Regions from separate parts of the Mus musculus genome. Here region 1 is linked to region 2. Evidence: chromatin contacts called from public HiChIP or PLAC-seq data. All regions are on one chromosome and are shown on one strand. Each heading gives the region's core, a stretch centred on a gene start, on an enhancer-like site or on the middle of the called end of the contact. The rest is flanking DNA. Distances are from core to core; before and after follow the strand shown.

Region 1 (3,779 bases), core at 372-2,871, 380 kb after region 2:
CATACTTTTAATCCCAGCATTTGGAAGGCAGAGTCAGGTAACTATCTGTGAGTTCGAGGCCAGTCTGGTTTACACAGTGAATTCCAGGCCAGACAGAGTTACATAGTGATACCCTTTCTCAACAAAACAAAAGAGTATCTTTAGACACCCATGAAGACCTGCGCTAGACCATGGTAGGCACCAATGGCTTCATTCTTGCTCAGTGGCTACCTCTTTAGGCCAGTCAGTTTACCCATCTTTCCCACTGATGATGCAATCTCAATGTGTTTGTGTCCTCTGGGTTTTACTAAGATGGTCTCTACCTTCTTTTGAGACAGGGGAGAAAGGGGGAGGGAGAGGAAGATGGAGAAGGAGAGAGAGAGGAAGATGGAGAAGGAGAGAGAGAGGGAGAGGAAGATGGAGAAGGAGAGGGAGAGGAAGATGGAGAAGAAGGAGAGGGGGAGGGAGATGGAGAAGAAGGAGAGGGAGAGGGAGAGGGAGAGGGAGAGGGAGAGGGAGAGGGAGAGGGAGAGGGAGAGGGAGAGGGAGAGGGAGAGGGAGAGGGAGAGGGAGAGGGAGAGGGAGAGGGAGAGGGAGAGGGAGAGGGAGAGGGAGAGGGAGAGGGAGAGGGAGAGGGAGAGGGAGAGGGAGAGGGAGAGGGAGAGGGAGAGGGAGAGACTGACTTGTGTGGGCTCAGGGCTGCTCCCCTTACAAACTGCCCTGCCCTTCACCAGTGGCCTCTGCATTCTCCAGCATAGGAGTTTGGGGTCAGGGGGAGGGTGGATGGGGAATGCCATCTGGCTTGATTCTCCAGAGTGGCAGAGGCAGGTGGATTTCGGAGTTTAAGGCCAGCCTGGTCTACAGAGTGAGTTCCAGGACAGCCAAAGCTACACAGAGAAACCCTGTCTTGAAAAACCAAAAGTCTTTTTAATTTAGATTTATGTATACACGTGTGCCTATGTCAATTTATATGCACTACATGCATACAGTGTCCTTGCATGGAGACCGCAAGAGGGCATCAGATCTGCTGGAATGGGAGTTACAGACCATTGTGAACCACCAGGTGAGTGCTGGGAACTGAACCAGGGTCCTTTGCAAAAGCAGTTAACCTCCATCACTAAGCCATCTCTCCAGCCTCGAACCAGCCATGTTCTCCAGGGTTCACCTTGGGGCCCGAAAACACATTTTCCTTAGTGACCCCCAAATATTGGGAGTCTCAGTTGAGCCCTAAGGAACCCATCCCTGACTCGAGGGACAAAACATTTCAGCCATGTTCCCTCGCTTCCAAATTTCCATCAACCCCTGCCATGCACTCGGTTCTTCCTGGGAGTTAGGGTTTGGAAAAAACGGTGACATTAGCTGTCCCTAAGAAGGCACCACCCCACTAACCTCCCACCTCATCTATGGCCCCTTAGCTCTGTAGCCACGTGGAGTCAAGGCATGAGAAGTAAGCATATTTTGCCCTGCCCCATGGGAGTCTACACTCTCGAACAGGCACAGGACATCCACGGGAGGTCTGGACTGGAAGGGGGCAGCAGGTTGCAGAGGAAATGATAGATCAGAGTGACATTTCCATGCAGGGGTCACTTAGTCACAGCCGCTCATGGCTCGTGGCTGGCTGGGAAGGAGTGAGTCACAGGCAGGAATAAGGTTTGGGCTTCCTAGGGAAAGGGGGTGAGTCACATAGCCTTGGGGGACCACATGTGGTGGGGAGCTAGATTTTGAATGTGGGACCCCAGGGGCTCGAATTGAGGTAGAACAGAGGATTTGAGAGCCAGCGCTCTGAAGTAAGCCTTTTGACATTCATCCCAGCTGTACAACTTAATAAGGCTGTCACCACCAGAGCAGGTGGCTCAACCTCTCTCCAGCTTCAACGGCTGCACCATGGGATTAATGGAAGACTCAAGTGCACAGTCAGAGTCTGGCTCCCAGCAACCCCATGAAGAAAGGGCCGTCAGTGTGCTTTCCTACTGTGTTCTGTTTATGGGGAGGGGATGCATACCTGTTAGTGTGCACATGTGTGCAGTTGTGTGTATGTGCGCGGAAGCCAGTCACCATCATCTGGTGTCTCCTGGACTGTTCGCCACTTTTATCTATTTGTTTGTAAATTACATCCATTTATTTGTGTGTGCACATGTGTACATAGTCAAAGGACAACTTGCAGGAGTTGGTTCTGTCCTTTCCCCCATGAGGAGCCCGGGGATCAAACTCAGGCTGTCTAGCTTGCCAGCTACTGCCTTAACCCGCTGAGCCAGCTTGCTCCGCTTTCGTGTTTTGATACAGGGTCTCTCACTGACCCTGGAGCTTGGAAAATCAGCAAGGCCAGCTGGCCAATAAACTGCAGGGACCTGCCTCTCTCTGCCATTGCCCCAGCACAGACCCGGGGTTACAGTCATGTGCCACCATGCCTGGCTTTTTGTAGGTGTTGGGGGTGTTGGTGAACATACTTTCGAGGCAGGCACTTCACAGAGTGAGCTATCTCCATTTTGTAGATGGGGGAAATGAAGACACCTAACAGGCAAGAGATATGTCATGGGTCCCACACAGCTAGGCAGTCTGGCTCCAGGGACTCTGTTGTGGCAGGACAGATGGTTTAGTAGGGCTGGCTGGGGCTGGGTTTGGGGCTATCTCTCAGGAATCTGTCTGGCAGGAGCTGGGACTTCTCTGGGTGTCAAAGAAGCAGTGTGCTGGGTAGTTCAACTTATTAGGTCAATGCTTATGAACTCTGCTCCGCCCATGTTTGCCATCTTTAAGGAGGAAGCCCTGCCCCCTTATTCCAGGTTAAGAACAAAGCATGGCCAGGCCCAGCCTGGCTGAGGTGACAGAGGGCAGGGACTCCAGCCTGTTTCTCTACTATCTTCAAGCTGTTTGTGCTGGTGTTGGGCAGTGTTAACTGGTGGTGCCCAAGAAGCTGGGACATCAAACCAGATGCCAGGAGCAGCCACATCTGAACATAGATGTGGAAGGTGTGTCTTCTTAGCCACGGCCACTTTCCACCCTCCCAGATAACGCAGTTTGCCTGGGCGACCTGTTTTCCTTCAAGGTAAAGGAACACTGAGACCTGATGGTAGGTGACCAGCAGATTCCCCTCAAGCCACATGAGTTCTGAACACGGCTCTTAATGGTGCCTGGGTTTGAAAAGCAGGAAAGAGGAACACTGTGAGGTATTCAGAATAGCAAGTCACCTGCCGAGGCACCATTGCTCTAAAAGCAAGACTGAGAGTGGCAGAGGTCCCCAAGAGAGCCAGAGGGGTGACAATGGTGTTTATGAACCTCCATCGGGGACCGAGGTATGCTTGCCCTTCCAAAGTGTATCTTGGTTCCTTGCACACAGCCATATCCTCTGTCATGACAGAGAACAGCTGAGATGCCAAGTCTACCCCCAAAGGCTGTTCCTCGTGGCTCCATTTTAGACCATGAAGCAAGAGTGACCAGAGGACATGGTAGGGGGTGTCATTATTTCCCAGAACACAGAACCCCTGCCACCTAGCCTGTCCTGCTGCCATGGGCCCTCTGCTCTGCCAATCATTCCCCAGGCCCATTTACTCATAAAAGCCCCTGCTGTGGTAACTGACCGTGACCACCGGCCATCATTGTAAATGAAGGCACAGGCCTTTGTCATTCTCTGAGCTCACAAAGCCTTTGGGAAAGGCAGAAAAGACTTTGGTCCCAGGTTTCTCTAATGAAGGCCATCTCCCAGCTGAGGGACAGGAGGGGACCCAGTGCCATCAAGCATTAATTGGGACCCGATGTGGAGCTCCTGGATGGGTTGCCTTCTCTTAGGCTTTGTGATGGCTGTC
Region 2 (3,284 bases), core at 246-2,745:
CTGTCTCGAAAACAAATAAAACAAACAAACAAAAAAGTTTATTATTACTATTATTAGTGTGTGTGTGTGTGTGTGTGTGTGTGTGTGTGTGTGTGTGTGCGCGCGCGCACACACATGCACCAGAGATGTTGGAAAGTTTTCCTCAACTACTCTCTGCCTCATTTTTTAAGACAGAGGCCAGAAAGATGGCTCAGCTGCTCTTCCAGAAGCCCCTGGTTTGGTTCCCAGCACCCATGTGGCAGCTCGCAACCACCGGAAACTTCAGTTCTAGGAGATCTAACACAAGCACAGCACACACACACACAGTGCATGGCACACGGGCAGGCAAGACACACCCACACACAAAATAAAGAGTAAATCTTTGGAGACAGGGTCTCTCACTGAACTTGGAGCTTGTCCAATCAGCTAGACTGACTGGTCAGCAGGCCCCAGGGGTCCCATCTCTGCCTCTGCATCCCCAATGCTGGGATTACAAGTTTGAGGCTCCAGGCCCAGCTTCTTTTTTTTTAAAAGCTATGTGTGAGCAGGGCACAGGCTTGCCCAGGCACTCAGGTTTGTGGGGCAAGCCCTTCATTTTCCTCCCAGCTCCCATGCTTTGAACACATCGACAATCATCGATCCATCTGGGGGGCTCATAGGATATGGCACAAAAAAGGACCTAGAGTGACCTGGAGTCCTGTGGTTCCCTCCCTTGCCATGGGCATCAAAAGCAGGAGAATGCAGTGAGTGTGACTGTGACACTTATAATCCCAGCACTTTGGAGGCTGAGACTGGAGGACAGTGAGTTTGAAGCCAATCTGGCTGTATACCATGAGCCTGTCTGCTATAGAGCCAAGCTGCTGATCCTACCATCTCCTAGCCATGGGACATCGATGGCGGAGGCGTCATCGTCATTGTGTGTATATGTACGTGCACTTATGTATACATCTATACAGAAGCCAGCGTTGATGCTGGGAGTTTTCCTCAATCCCTCTCCATTAGAGATGGCTCTGATCTCCTACTTTTGAGGCCAGATGACTGCTGCAAACTGCTAGCTGAGCTTAGCTTCTGGGGCTGTTCATGACAGAGGGGAGCTCAGCAGAACCCCAGCGCACTGCGAGCAGTCCACTGGGAGAGCCGACGAGTGACCTGTCCCAGCCAGAGATGGAATGATGTGATGTGGTGACGGAGTTCTCAGTCCCTGACCGCCCTGGCTTATCTGAGGTTCAACTCTTTCTGAACTGTCCGGGGTCTGACAACATCCTTGACCTCTACCCACTGGACGCCATGGGCGCAACCACCCACCTCATGTTGTCATAACCAGAAATGTCTTCAGAACTTGCCAAATGCCCTCCCAGAGACAAAAGCCCCCCCCCCCAATCAACAGTGTGTAAGAAAGGCATGGAGGGGACTTGGAAAGTAAAGGAAAGCCTGGGTGGCCACAGCAGGGTGCCACGGCCAGGCAGAGGGCAGGGATGACCCCTAGGGTCACTGATGACTCAGCAGACACAGGGAGCAGAGGCGGGGCTCTTCATTCCTTTGAACTGAGGCCACTCTGCCAGTGTTACAGGCAGTCTCTATTTGACACAGGGAAAACCCAACACAAAGGTGGGATGACCATATGCCACACAACTTCCCAAGCCAGCGGCCTGGGACCTAAGTGATTAGTCAAAGCCTTCTGACCCCCAGACAAGGGCCACTGCTCCGTCTCCACCCACTGCCACACCAGCTGGCTTTTGGCAGTCTGATTACTATCTATCAGGAGGTAGCCAGCCTTTCTCTGACTTCCCCTAATCCTGCCAAGCACTAAGAAAAGGTGCAGTGAGGCTAAGAGGCTGGCCTGGGCCAGACAGAACTGGCTGGAGCAGAGCCAGGATTACAACCGTCTCCCAACGCCTCTGTCGCTTCCTCCCTTCCAGTTCCCAAGCGCACTATTAACGTAGGCTGCAGGCCACACTGGGTCTGCTAGGGTCGTCCCGAAGCTCTGTCCACCTTCTGTGGGGGGTGACAGAGAAAAGGGCAACCACAGAGGCAAACGGCAGGTGTGGGTGCCTCGAGGAGGGGGTGACATATGCATGGGCTTGGAAGCTAGAAAGAATGGCCTGCTTCTTGGCCCACAGTTCCACACTGCACCAAAATGGAGGAGCCGACTGGTCCCCAAAACAGTGTTGAACATGGAGAAAGTGTGAGGCTGGTTGGCTCCAGATGGGTCTAGAAACCTAGAGAGGAGCTACAGGGAGAGAGGGAGGGGGTGAGCAGCCCCTTTGGCTAGCTGTGGCCACCTATGCAGAACAGAGACTCGGGAAGGGCTGTGCTGAGCCCATCCACCCTAGCACCAAGAGCAGCAGCAACTTTGACATCCATATCGAAAGTGAAGTCTGTGCATGGTAACACACACCTTTAATCCCAGAACAGGGGAGGCAGAGACAGTTGGATCTCTGAATTCAAGGCCACCCTGGTCTATAGAGTGAGTTCCAGGCCAGCCAGGACTACTCAGTGAGACCCTGTCTCAAACAAACTAAAGATCATCTCTATAACCACCCGCTCCCTACCCCTGGTAGGGTTGAAGCTCAGAGGCTCCCTCCATTTGAACAGATCTAAAGAGCTCTTGCAGGATGCACCTTAGACCCTAAAGGGAGGGAGACAGAGGGACAGGAAGGTGGGCTGAGGGGCTCACAACCACTCCACAAAGCTCTCATTCCAAGACTTCCTCGAGGTCAGTCCTGGAAAGCTAGATGTGGAAGCCCAGCCTGGCCCCACCTGTAGAGGCCATCTGGAGTCAGGCCCTGGCCCAACACCATGATGAGAATGTGGCCGGCACTCTGAACAAAGTGTGCCAGCGAGGCCGGTCACAGAGGGACCTTCCATCACCTCTGTTCCCACACAGGCAAGGCAAGGGGTTCACGCAGGGCGGGCAGCCCTACTCACAACGCTGGGGATGGGGAAGTCAAGGCTGGCAGGGAACCAGAGCTTCCAGCCAGCAAAAGGAAAGACCCAGGGTCAATTCATTCCAGAGCTGACACAAACTGGAGTAAATCTGCACCAGGGAATTAGCATCATAGAGACCACAGATAAACAGGAAGTCCTCCCCCTAGGGAGGCAGACCTCAGGAACAAGGGACACTGGCCTCGGTGAGTGACCTTGGGCTGTGCCTCTCCTTCTGCAAGCTTTCGGATCCCTTCTGCAGAAGAGGGGCCAGCACTGGGTGTTCTTTCAGACAGGTGCCTGAGAGATGCGCACACATTCGCGCTCACACACACACACACACACATTCCTTACACTTGTGCTAGGCTCAGATAAAGAGA

The links. HiChIP or PLAC-seq counts read pairs in DNA pulled down with a chosen protein or histone mark.
Region 1: a contact with region 2 is called in a FOXA1 HiChIP or PLAC-seq map of pancreatic cancer cells. The contact joins two enhancer-like sites. A contact is called at or near these places in 1 of 115 datasets of contacts at active chromatin or transcription factors (pancreatic cancer cells) and 1 of 9 other capture datasets (liver).

The regions. Positions count from the first base shown.
Region 1 is chr15:79,812,255-79,816,033 of GRCm38.p6, forward strand. All of the region lies in intron 5 of Npcd (neuronal pentraxin chromo domain), which reads right to left. Among named protein-coding and RNA genes, the nearest start is that of Nptxr, 9.4 kb to the left of the region's middle. Within about 2 kb of position 1,622, at least 25 of the 459 cell types and tissues checked have an H3K27ac peak or open chromatin away from gene starts, as enhancers often do. A contact at or near this core is called in pancreatic cancer cells, where this site is marked.
Region 2 is chr15:79,433,771-79,437,054 of GRCm38.p6, forward strand. The region is part of intron 2 of Csnk1e (casein kinase 1, epsilon); the gene reads right to left. Among named protein-coding and RNA genes, the nearest start is that of Csnk1e, 6.6 kb to the right of the region's middle. Within about 2 kb of position 1,496, at least 112 of the 459 cell types and tissues checked have an H3K27ac peak or open chromatin away from gene starts, as enhancers often do. A contact at or near this core is called in pancreatic cancer cells, where this site is marked.